3 separate regions of the Mus musculus genome follow, and regions 1 and 2 are each linked to region 3. The links are chromatin contacts, called in public promoter capture Hi-C maps. All regions are on one chromosome and are shown on one strand. The core of a region is the stretch at or near the end of the contact, and the rest is flanking DNA. Distances in the headings are between cores, read along the strand shown. Region 1 overlaps Gm30219 (a long non-coding RNA gene). Region 2 has its middle 170 kb from the start of Gm30337. Region 3 holds the start of Sstr2 (somatostatin receptor 2).

Evidence for each region. Promoter capture Hi-C pulls out the DNA fragments that hold promoters and counts their contacts.
Region 1: a promoter capture Hi-C map of second pharyngeal arch cranial neural crest shows a contact between it and region 3, with 12 times the contacts expected there. The contact joins the enhancer-like site here to the promoter of Sstr2 in region 3. A contact is called at or near these places in 12 of 39 promoter capture datasets (the 3T3-L1 cell line, 3T3-L1-derived adipocytes, the C10 cell line and 7 more), 5 of 484 Hi-C or Micro-C datasets (cerebellum, cerebral cortex, cortical neurons and 1 more) and 2 of 115 datasets of contacts at active chromatin or transcription factors (astrocytes and embryonic forebrain).
Region 2: a contact with region 3 is called in a promoter capture Hi-C map of liver, with 4 times the contacts expected there. The contact joins the enhancer-like site here to the promoter of Sstr2 in region 3. A contact is called at or near these places in 5 of 39 promoter capture datasets (the 3T3-L1 cell line, hippocampal neurons, liver and 1 more).

Annotation. Positions count from the first base shown.
Region 1 is chr11:111,646,000-111,650,012 of GRCm38.p6, reverse strand. The region is part of intron 2 of Gm30219 (a long non-coding RNA gene); the gene reads left to right. Among named protein-coding and RNA genes, the nearest start is that of Gm30219, 11 kb to the left of the region's middle. Within about 2 kb of position 1,857, at least 1 of the 459 cell types and tissues checked has an H3K27ac peak or open chromatin away from gene starts, as enhancers often do. A contact at or near this core is called in second pharyngeal arch cranial neural crest, where this site is marked.
Region 2 is chr11:111,969,833-111,973,734 of GRCm38.p6, reverse strand. No RefSeq gene overlaps it. Among named protein-coding and RNA genes, the nearest start is that of Gm30337, 170 kb to the right of the region's middle. Within about 2 kb of position 2,649, at least 3 of the 459 cell types and tissues checked have an H3K27ac peak or open chromatin away from gene starts, as enhancers often do. A contact at or near this core is called in liver, where this site is marked.
Region 3 is chr11:113,616,672-113,620,727 of GRCm38.p6, reverse strand. It overlaps Sstr2 (somatostatin receptor 2), which reads right to left and starts at 1,401. Exons shown (of 2, transcript NM_001042606.3): 1 at 1,106-1,401. It also overlaps a transcript of Slc39a11 not described here.

The DNA of each region.
Region 1 (4,013 bases), core at 608-3,107, 2.0 Mb after region 3:
ACATTGCAAGAATAGTAAGACATTAACTATAATATGTTTAGTTCTCTTAAAGCTTCTGTTTTTACCACATAAGAGAATTATAGCTATCTTTTCCAATGTTAAACAATTTTATATAATACTATCACTGAAAAATGTATAAATACCATGAAAGCACATCAAATATAAATAATATTAAAGTTTAAAAACACAGGTGTCTTTTCAACTTGATAATGGAGGAATGTTCTGGTCTCAATAGAACAAACATTATTAAAATGAATCAATCATATAACTAATTGACTTACTTTTTAAAGCATTTGTTATATATACACATAGTGTATGTATATGTTTTGAATGTGTGTGTTCATGTGTATGTGTGTGATATGCACTTATGTCTATAAGTGTTTATATGTTGAGTGTCTGCATGCTAAGACTAGAAGTTATCTAACATTCTTTCTCTATCATACCTTTCTTCCCTTGAGATAAGGAAGCTCACTGAACTTGTAGCTAGGCTGGTAGCAATCAACCCCCAGAGGTCTTCTAGTCTCTGCTCTTCACCAGAGCCCTTGGTTTACAGATGTTCTGAGTCGTGCCTGCTATTTAAAGTTGTGAGCCTGGATTTGAACTCAGTTCTTCGTGTTCACACAGCAATGGTTCTTTCTCTCTGACTCATTTCCCCCATATAATTTTTCAGTATTTTACACCTGGCATTACAGACTGTACATTGAGTAGTCACAGTTTTAAGCTGACAGACTTTATTTTTTTTTTTGTACAAGACTCAAAGAATGGCTTAGACAGTTGACTAGATGACTCAGTGGCTAAAAGTACTCATTGTATAGGCTTCTGATCCTGAGGCCAATCCCCAGGACCCATCTGATGGGAAGGAAAAATAGATTCCCGCAAGATATTCTTTGACCTCCACACATATTGTGGTATACCTTTCCATGACAAAACAAACAAAGAAACAAACACACAAAATAATAAAAATAAATGACATAAAGCTATGACATAAAATCAAGAATGCAAAAAAATATTCTTGGTGAGATGAGCAGAAAATCCTGCCCAACTTTATGAACAGCACAGATTGTTGATTCAGACATACAGAGCTGTTGCATTGACCATGTACATTGCAGTATAATACCATTGTTGACATGGTAGTTGGGATTTATAAATGTACAGTTGGGATATTAGATGTACAAACTATGATATGCTTACATGAATTCTGAGAATTAGTAGGGGTGCCCGAGAGCAGAACTGATGTGGTGAAAAACAAAATAACTAACTCACTTCTTAAGATCACTAAACAGACTTTTAGCGTGTATCGGAGATTTGAAAACAAGGAGATTTCATTTTCTAAATGGTCTCCATGGTTTTATTTTGTTTGTTTTGTATGTTCATAGCACATGGGTTGAATTATCTTTGACTAGAGAGACGAAGATGGTAGCAATCCAATAATTCCTCTTCAGTGAAGAAGATTTAAAATCTACCATCCGTGGGGTTCAATTTCTTCCTCATTAGAACCATGAGAGTTAGGGCGATGGGAAGAGGGGGCTGGGATAAGAACATTGCATCTCATTCTTAAACATCGTGGTATTTTTCTTGAAACAGAAGGTAGTAATCAATGAAAGTTGTTCAGTGTGGTTCAGCTCCTATAATACTTTCCTGGTGTTAGTCTAACCACTATTGCTATGCAATACTTTGTGCCCCTTTTTATTTTTTTTTTTTTAAACCATAGTAGATTCTTTAAGGTCACATCTGTTAGGGCACATAATGGTTTTTAATCACACCTTCCTAAATGACTGGAACACACGTGTGTGTCGGGAGCAGCGCTTAAACCGAAGCCTGATCCCTGTCGTACGATGTTTGGGTGGTTTGGGTTCCTGGAGGGTTATGGCGGAGACCTCTGCTGAACCCACACTGGTTGATATACAGCTGAACAATCAAATGCAGGCAAGCCTGGCTGGTGTAAGCCGTCCTTCCCAGAGGAGGATGGCGGGGAACACAATTTCAATTTTTAGGGAAGCAGTGAAGGCTGGAATAATATATTATCTTTACAGGCCCTTGTCTTCAATTCCAAACCCCTTTAATGTACCTTAAATCCACATCAGATCAGTTTCAACGAAATGATGAGGGACCGTTCACAGCATGGTGCTTTCTTCCCTTCAAATTCAAATTAGGTGCTAAAAACAAATTTTTCTACTTTTTCAACTTCCATTTAGCCAAAATCATTGATGACGTGCGGCTGACTCTGAATATAACTTGGAACGAAATCACATGCTATAGACACTATCTAAGTATCCTGTACTAAATTTTAGCATGTATTTTTTTCTCTAGCGGCATAGAGACAAAAAAGAATTGATGCTCATTTAGAAATCTACTTTATTCAATGTACACTGTGGTTAGTTATAGGCACCAAGGGTTTAATAGCCTCAAACTCTAAGGATTCTAATAGCTTGAGATATCTCATCTTTGTCTTTTACATTAGACCAATTAGTATAAATAAAACAAATAATGTCAGATGTTAGTGAATGAAATAAATGAGAGGAATGGGATCATGTAAACTGGAGTGATCGACAGGCAGTGATCATATATGTCTATATAATGAATATCTATAGAGACACATGTGACTATATGATGAATAAGTGACATTTGCTTTGAGATGTGAGTGGTAATAAACAAGAGCAAAGCATGAGATACCGAATAAGCATGCCAGCCAATGAGATTCAAAGGCTCAGTGTCGCTGGGCCATACTGAACACAGAACAGGCAGGTGACATCTAGTTTGGTTAGGATCTCGGAAGCCCTAGTGACTGGGTTCTTTTCATTTGTTTGTGTGTCGAGTAATTGTTCTGCTTTTTCTTCCTATTTTTTTCTTTTTTGTTTCACTGATGGGAGTTGAACTGAGACCCCCATGGCAGCCGTGCTGGCAGTCCCCAGCCCTCAAAGAGAGATATTCTGCTTATAGACCTCCCAAAGCAATTGAACAGGGCTTCATTGTTTAACACATCTGATTGTAATATTTTATACCATCTACAGGCAACCTGAGGCGCTCACAGACAAATCTATTCCTTCCTCTACTAAATTTAGTTTTTCTACACTTTCAAAGATGTACACTGCATATTTTGTACAATCTCCCTCCCACTCTTTCCCATTTGCCTCCTGCTCCCATCATCCTCCCTTCCCTACAAATATCTCTCTCCAGTGTGTTTGCTTGTTTAGCTTTGGTTTTGTTTAGAACTTTGTTGCAGAATCAATAGTCGAGGCAGTCTTGTATGATCCCATGTTGGAATCTTCTTGTAAGTGCCTAATGGGTCACTAGTCCTCGCATGACTTGGTGCTGTGCTATTCCCTCTCCTAGAATTTGTTGTTCACTAGCAGATCTAAAGAATGTGGTAGGGCCCCATAGGTCTCTGACCCTGGAAGGGCTTAACTGGACCCAGTGCTATAATACATAGTCACTGTGATCGCATGGATTCCATGGCCATATTTTATTTAGAAGATAATAATCTGCAACGTTCTCCCTATTGGCTGCTATTATTTGGCTTATTTTATTTACCTAAATAAATCTGATGATATCTCAGGAACCTTCACTAACCGTAATTTTTATAAAGTCACAGTACTTATCCGTTGATTTCATTAGATTTAAATAACGTGAGTGGCCCTTAACATTACAGACAAACAAATGAAAAATAGGTTACCACTTAAAGCAATTTTTTTCCATTTTTTATTAGGTATTTAGCTCATTTACATTTCCAATGCTATACCAAAAGTCCCCCATATCCACCCACCCCCACTCCCCTGCCCACCCACTCCCCCTTTTTGGCCCTGGTGTTCCCCTGTACTGGGGCATATAAAGTTTGCAAGTCCAATGGGCCTCTCTTTCCAGTGATGGCCGACTAGGCCATCTTTTGATATATATGCAGCTAGAGTCAAGAGCTCCGGGGTACTGGTTAGTTCATAATGTTGTTCCACCTATAGGGTTGCAGATCCCTTTAGCTCCTTGGCTACTTTCTCTAGCTCCTCCATTGGGAGCCCTAT
Region 2 (3,902 bases), core at 1,400-3,899, 1.6 Mb after region 3:
TCCTTAGTAGCATCCGCTGGTCTCCAGTCAGGAGACAGCAACAGGCTATGTCTGTGGCTTTATGACAGCCCGAGATGTCTCTGGGTATAGCTGAATGACACTTGCAGGGCAAAGATGATACTTACTTGAGAACAGCTCATGGAAGGGGACAGTGTTTGCTATACCAAGTTTGTGACTGAAATAAAATATGGATGTGGAGCCTTAAGCCAGTGTGACTGTTCTATGTTGAAGTTTAGGATCACCTCTTAGACCAAAGATCGGCCTTGAGAGGTATAACGAGAAAGCCACAGGGATGATGTGAGGAAAATGGGTCATGCCCAGTTAAACCCTAGCATGAGTGCACAGTCAGGGAGGGACAAACAGCTGCTGAGTTTTGATATTTCCAACCAGAAAGCTTTACATTATTTTCCATTACCAGGATTTAAGTTTCCAACTATGGAAGATGTTCCTAAACTAGGAAACTAATTATCCTCTCCTTCTTATACATGTGTAGAAAGGTCATTGAAATGTCTTTTATAACAAGAGTCCATTGGGAGGACCTCTGTCACACTCTCCATCACATGGGCCATTGCCAGACTGACCACATGTTTTGCCAAAGAGAACGACTGAGCATGTAGCATATGGAATATCCAAGCTGTGAAACCCCTGCTTACTCAGATGCCCTTCTCAGTCTTCATTGTTTATTTAGTGCTTTTATTTCTCAGGTTAAATATCTGTTCTGTTAGGGATGGTTTCATTCATCAATGTTACATCACTTTTGTTAATACCGTAATTGCCTTGAGGAGTGTTCTATCACTCACTCAAATCATCTTCCTGATAGTTACAGATGTTGACAGTCATCATTTCTTTCCATACCAATCTCTTCTAGAACAATACTCATGCTAACATTAACATCCTTAGATATTAACATCTCTTAGCAGGTTTTGCCCTTTGATGATGAAACATCTCCTTTTCTTAAAGACATCATCAGGGAGGCACTGAAACAGGACACATCCAAAACTAAATAAGAAACTACCAGAAGTAACATTTTAATTTGAATTTTTACAAAAATGTTGACAGTGAAGGGTAGGCCTTAATACCAAGTGTGTAGGGGCATTCTTCCTTCCAAAGAAAACAATTAAGTTATGATTCAAAAGATAAACGCATTCCTCTGAAACTGTTATATATCTAGAATAGTTCATGGTGTATATCAATTAAGGTCAACGAGAAGTGGAAGTTTCAGTGAGCATGGACTCTTAGAATTCTTGCATGAGACAACATGGCTGACTGGTGGTTACTGGAATGGTCATGCTTTAGTCAAATGTGGTTGTGTTAACACAATAGTAGCACTCACTACAAATCAGGCTAAATGTGACAGAAGTGGGAAAGGTGATTCTACATAACCTAACACAAGAAGCTGAGACATTCCTGGTGGCAGTACACACACACATGTTCCTTCTTTGTGTCCTGAAGGACCTTGGTGCAGGATATGATGTTTGATTTTACTCTGCTTTCTGCCCCATGAGGATGATCTATATACACAACACTATATGCTTTCCATACCCTCTGGATTTTGGTTGGATTTAGCCAATAGGGAGTCCTTGTTTAAATCAAGATAAAGAATGATATTCAACTATTGGATGCTCTATCTTTAGGCTTTCCCTACTTGATTTTAATATGCTTTGGTTATAATCCTAAATGTCATGGTAGATAGAAGATTTCACCACTAACAAAATCTCCTCTGGCAATTTGCATAAGTCAATGTAGTATCTAACTGTAATCCAAATACTTAACCTTATACCTCTAGATAAGTGTAGTTTACTCCTAGTCAGAGAAGCTTCATTTTGCAGCAGATGGATACTTACTATTAAAGGGTTCCACAACCAATCAAAGCAGCTCCTAGACACGGCAGGGGAGCTGCGCCCACAATATCTCAACAGTATGGTTACCTAAAAAGAAACTGAATTATGACTGTTTGACATGATGTTGTAGATGGGGAAAAGCTTATGAAGCCTGACTGCTAAATGTGAAGAAATAGGTAATCAAGGGTTGCTGATCTGGATTAGATAACCCTGAGAGGTTATCTAATCTGAATTGATGAGCCCCAAACACATGTGCATTTGAGCATCGACAAAGGAAGTCAGTAAGTTGTATTTGTGTTTGCACACACCTGTGACCATAATAAAGAATTATTTGAGAGAGTTTGGGAGTGGATAAGAGAAAAGCTGAAGGAGAAAGACAGAGGAGTCGAGATGACACAAGCTTAATAGTCACCTATAAAATTATTTTGCAAACTTAAATGATAAGAAGGTGAGAATTCTAAAAATGTTTAAATTACGCAGATGCTTGAATTACTTGATAGAAGTGACTCATATCAGCTTGTCACTCAAGGAATGTGGCATTTCCAAACAGGGTTATGTGAGGCTGTGTTCAAAATTTAGTTACATATTAGCAAGGCTAGACAGAACATGAAACAGGACATCAGAGATGGGCGCCTGTTATACCACACATAGTATCATATGAAAAGCATGCCTTCTCTTCTACCGGGGCCTGGGCTAGGGTAGTGGCTGATGCCAAGTTCTTTATGTCAAGAGGGCCACATGGTAGTTGAGTGAAATTTGATGTTGGCTTAGTTCTTTCAGACATATTTACTTTAGTAGAGGGTTATGGAAAGGTTGAATCAATAAACACTTTCCCTTCAGTCAGCAGACTTGCCAGGGACATCAGAAGTTCTGCTTCGTGTGAGACTCGGCTCCCCCAGCGAATGGAGGCAATCCGTGTGTCCTGCAGGAAAAGACTCTCATGCTTGATAAATACTAATCATGAGGTGCCTGAGCATGAATGTCCATGCTTTCTACCTTACTCCAGATAAGATATTGGCAAACAGTTGAATGGAAACTAAAATATAAATCTCATTTTCTATTGTATTCATTTTCAATAAAAGGTGATTAAAACAGATATTTTTTTCCTTTTACATATGCCCCATTATTTTATTCTGGATTAAAACAAATTATAATCATGTCTGTAAATTGATAGTCCCATTCTATAGTCCTATTTTTGTCTTTTAACTTAGATTTCTCTGCAATGTTTCCACGCAAGGATCATGTGTAGAGCCATAAAGTAAAATATCTAAAATAGCACTGTTTTGCTCTATATTTTTATTTTTTTGTAAAGTTACCCAGTGAATTATGTGTTATAAGATCAGAAAATTGTCATAGAAATGAGAAGTACAGGGGGAAGTGAAAGGGCATGTACTACTATCATGCCAAGAATTCAGCAATAAGATCAATACATCAAATGAAGCATATTTTCAAATCCCCTGTGCTCATATTCTCCCTCTTTCCAATTGGGTATTAGGGGAGGGGAGAAAAAAATTAGTTCTATGACTTTAAGTCCTGCAGGCATCTATAAACACGTGGCAATCTTAGTCTCTCCTTGCCACCCATTGTTGCGGATACCTGACTGCCATAATGAAGCAAGCAGTGTTAACTAAAGCCACTAAACAGGGAAGCTGCAAAGAATATGATCTTATGGTGTCTGCAGGTTGTTGTTAAAGGGCTTTCTTTCTTACCCCTTTGACATCCAGTAATCATTATCAGCCCCACCAGCTTGGTTTTCCGCAGACAGAAGCTTTCCGACACCTCCCTGGACCTGGTCCAGCTTGAATATAATAAGGTGTTTATTTTATTTCTTTTCTTGTTTTGCTTGTTGGGTCCCCACATCACACAGGTGCGCATCAAGTTCGATCGTTTCCTCTTGTTCTTGAAATACAAGAATGTGATGGGAAGTGCTTAGGGAATTGGAAAGGGCTCAAAAGCAGGTGGGGACACTAAGCCGTGACACCAAGATTATCACAGCCAGTGGAAGCAAACCAGAGGAAATGATCTCATACCTGCTCTTGAGTCAGGTGACAAAGGTGGAGA
Region 3 (4,056 bases), core at 152-2,651:
CCTGGCTCCGATGGAAAGAAGGGTTTCCACTCAGGAACCCCCTCTTTCCCTCCCACAGACTGCTCCACAACTAGAGGAGGGACAGGTGGGTTTAGTTTCTTTCCAGCATCTTTCTGTTGTGAGCCCTCAAGACCTCCCCATCTCCAAGCCTACCAGACACCTACACACACACACACACACACACACACACACACACACACACACACCCCTCCAAGAATCTGAGGTTGGAACTTGCAGCAGCCCTGTGTAGCCCACCACGATGCTAGAGTGCCCCTCGCCATTGGGGCGAAGGTAGATAAGCGAGGCTCAGGACGATGGAGTTAGTGTGAGGAAAATATTTAGGGTCATAACTCGCTGACTCTGGAAACAACGTGTTCCCTAAGGGATCTTTACCGTTTCTAGGCAGACTGAGGGAGAGTGGATTGCGGTGCCTGCAATGTCCAGCTTCGAAACGCAGAGGGGACTGAGGTGCCAGGGGCAGCTAGGAGCGCTGACAGTCGCTTGGGGACCTGACCATTCAGTAGCTGGTTCTCTCCAATCTAGACAGATTCTCTGCCTGAGGGCGGCGGGTGGGGGGGGGGGGGAGGGAGGGGGACCTGACCGCAGACGAATTTGGGCTGCCTCCCCATCAGGGCGATAAAGAGCCCTGAAGAATCTGCTTTCCTTCTTTTTCGGTGACGTCCCCATCACTGTCCCTCCCTAACTTAGGTCTCAGACTGTGGACCCTGTGGTGGCACTTGGCATGTCCCTTCTCCTTTAGCTGGTGTCTCTTTCCTCGGACCAGGGCTGTTTCGCAGGTGGCTAGGAAACAAGTTGTCCCCATCGGACACGCAGGGCACACGCCACGGTACTTGGGCATTTTCTTTGAGAACAAATCCGTCCCAGAACACACTACCTTTCCACCCCAGACACCACGATATGCATCTTTCATCCACCTGTCACCTCCAAAGGCACAAAAACAGAGAATTTGCGCGCCGGGACCAACGTGCAGGTCGCCGGGATCGGCGGTCTATCCCCAGAACAGATGCATGCAGGTGCCCAAAGTGTGCTTGTCCCTCCCTCCATCTCACGGTGACACACGCGTATGCACACTGGCACCCCTCACCTTGGTTTTCCTCGAGCACTCGCTTCCCTGTGTTCTCTAGCACCCAGAAGCTGTTCTTTTACCCAGCTGGGCGTCCAGGAGCACAGCAGGCTTAGCGGGTGTTTGGCGCTCAGCAGTGGCTCCCGGGGCTCCCAGCTTCCTTGGCTGGCTCGTGCTGGCCCTTCTGGCGTCTGAGAGAGCTTGCCCGGGCCCCGAGAGAGCTAGCTTGGCCTGTAGATCATTGACGCCCAGCCGCGGACTGGTGCTCCAGGCGCCGGTGGCCTCGCGAGCGCGCCGGTGGCTGCGCCGCTAGCAGTGGCCCGGGCGGGTGGCAGCCCCTGGGCACACTTCCCCACGCCCCCGCCCGTGACGTCACGGCAGCTTGGCTCCGCCTGCCGGGTCCTGTTGGACCCGGTGAGCAGAGTGGAGAAAACCTGCGGGTGGCCCAGGATAAGACAGCAGACCTTGATGCTGTTGGATGGTGAAGCGATGTCAGTGTCTCCACGACTCCTCCCTATGAGGGCGCGCGTGGCTTTCTTTCCGATTTCAGTGACTCGGTCTGGTTTTACCCAACAAATTCCAGGCAGCTGGTGCGGCGACTTGGGTGACCTAGACTAGCTCCGGGACCTTTAAGACGTGTTCTCAAGTTTGCAAAGCCGTGCCTACCACGGTCCAGTCCCGGGAACAGGGCACAGGTTGCAGAGTCAGGCTAAGGGCAGAGGAAAAAGGGGTGACAGCAGCAAGCGTGTCTCCCGTGCAGGCGCCTGCAGGTGTGCAAGCGCGGGGCACCTGGCTTCAGTTCCTGCAGCCAGCAGGCTCCGCGGGCTCCACCGCTCTCCCAACTGGAGGCCCCGGGCCATGCAGTCTCTTCTAGCTTTAATTTAGCCCGTCAGTCACTGCTTGCTGGTCTGACCCAGCCCCAGCCCAACCGTTCCGCCTACGCGCGCTGTGGCGCTCTGCGGGAGCAAGGAGGGACTCACAAGAAGTGGGAGATGTGTCGCATCAAGTTGCAGCTATTTATTTTTTGACTGTGATGATTCAGCCGATGTTCCAATAGTTTAATAAGTCATAATCAATCCTGTAGCCTCCCTTCCTTCACCTCTTAACACTCCCCCAGAGAGAGAGAGAGAGAGAGAGAGAGAGAGAGAGGAGAGAGAGAGGAGAGAGAGGGGAGAGAGAGGAGAGAGAGAGGGGCAGAGACAGACAGACAGACAGAGACAGTGAGTGCACCCTGGTGGTTTCTAGAACATGAAAAATCAGAAAACAAACCCCCCCCCCCCCGATTAGCTTTCTCTGTGGGTCCTGATGCAGCCATCCTGTTTTTGATCTGCTTGCGGGTTCATCGGGGAAAAGCATAAATCCAGGAGTTGTGTATGTGCGGTGAGTTTTGACAGGGAGCCAGGCAGCAGGTAAAAGCAGCCCGGAATTCTTGTAAGTCAGAGTGTCGCTCACTGGCACCATCTCTACGAGATGTGTGGGCTCTGTGGACTTGATGGAGATTGAAGCAGTGGTTGTCGGGTCCTAGTGTTGTGTGGGTTGGCTTGTCTTTAGGTTTTTTTATGGGCGGGGTTGAAGGGTTGAATAGTGCAGCTCTCAGAACGAGGGGAGTGGCCCTGGGGGAAAGAAGGGGCCCTGAGTGAGCTCAGGCCTCCTCCTCCCTGAGACACAGTTGTTACAATGCCTATTGCCCCCTCTAGTTAAAAACCCTTCCGGGAACAGAGAAGGATGAAGAGCCAGGAAGTGTCCATTCTGAGCTCGGCTCTCTTCGAGTGTCATGAGACCTTGTAAAAGTTCGTCACCTGTTGCTGCAGTTTGTGTATTGTCTAGCAAAATAGCTCATTCAAAAACAGGAACCCCTGGTTCTCAGTAGTTCCTTCTCTCATACACAAGGTGACCCCCAGGGGGCAGTGTACAGGTTTTTTTGGTTTCTGTACTTTTGGTTCCATATCAACACCACCAGCAAAAAAGCAGGCTGTCCTTATCAGCTAAATAATCCTTTCCCAAACAACGTGGGGATCATTTCTGTATGCTCTTAACATGCTGAGCACACACAATAAAATCCACCCTCCGTGCACTTGGGAAGTCTTCCCTCAGCTCTCTCAGAGTCAGGTCTGCCAGGCTCAGCCCCAATGGATAGATGAAACCAGGGCATGCCTATCTCTTTTGCAGCTGGGCCCCGTGAGATCTGAACACTTTGACCTTGAGAGCAGAAAAGGTCATCTAGAACAATTATTGATTTTGTCCGGTCCGGTTGTGTGCCTCTCTCCCCTCCCCCGACCTGTGAATGCCTCCACAGAGCTCTGAGATCACCTTTGGCTTCGCTGCACCGCCCCTCCAGCCTCCAGGTTTGAGTTCCCAATCCTGGTTTGACAATACCCTGCCCTTTTGACACCCACCCAGCAATCTGCCGCAGGCCTGTCCTTCCTCAACAGCTCCTTTAGTAACTATGTAACGAGACCTTGAACCAGAAAAATACACGGGTTGCAAAAGAGATAACCTCCTCACTGGCTTGCTTGGTATCTTTTTTTTTTTTTTAAAGATTTTTTATTTATTTTTATGTATGTGAGTACACTGTAGCTCTCTTCGGACACACCAGAAGAGGGCATCCAATCCCATTACAGATGGTTGTGAGCTGCTTGTTTGCTGCGAATTGAATTCAGGATCTCTGGAAGAGCAGTCAGTGCTCTTAACCACTGAGCCATCTCTCCAGCCCCTTGCTTGGTATCTTTAAGCCAATGAAACAAACACCTCTTCATTTTTGCACTTACCAGAGGGACGCTAGGTGGCAGGAAATGAAGAACGGTAATGGCCTGGGAGTTCAGCAGACAACGGACCGGGAACTCTCAAGTAGGTCATTCTGTCTGGTCGCTTAGAGGCTTTATCAACTAAATGGAGAGCAATTGTTCCTCTGCTGTCCATTTGGTGGAAGCAAATGTTGCAGTTTAGCTTATGGTGGAAGCAGTTTAGCTTAG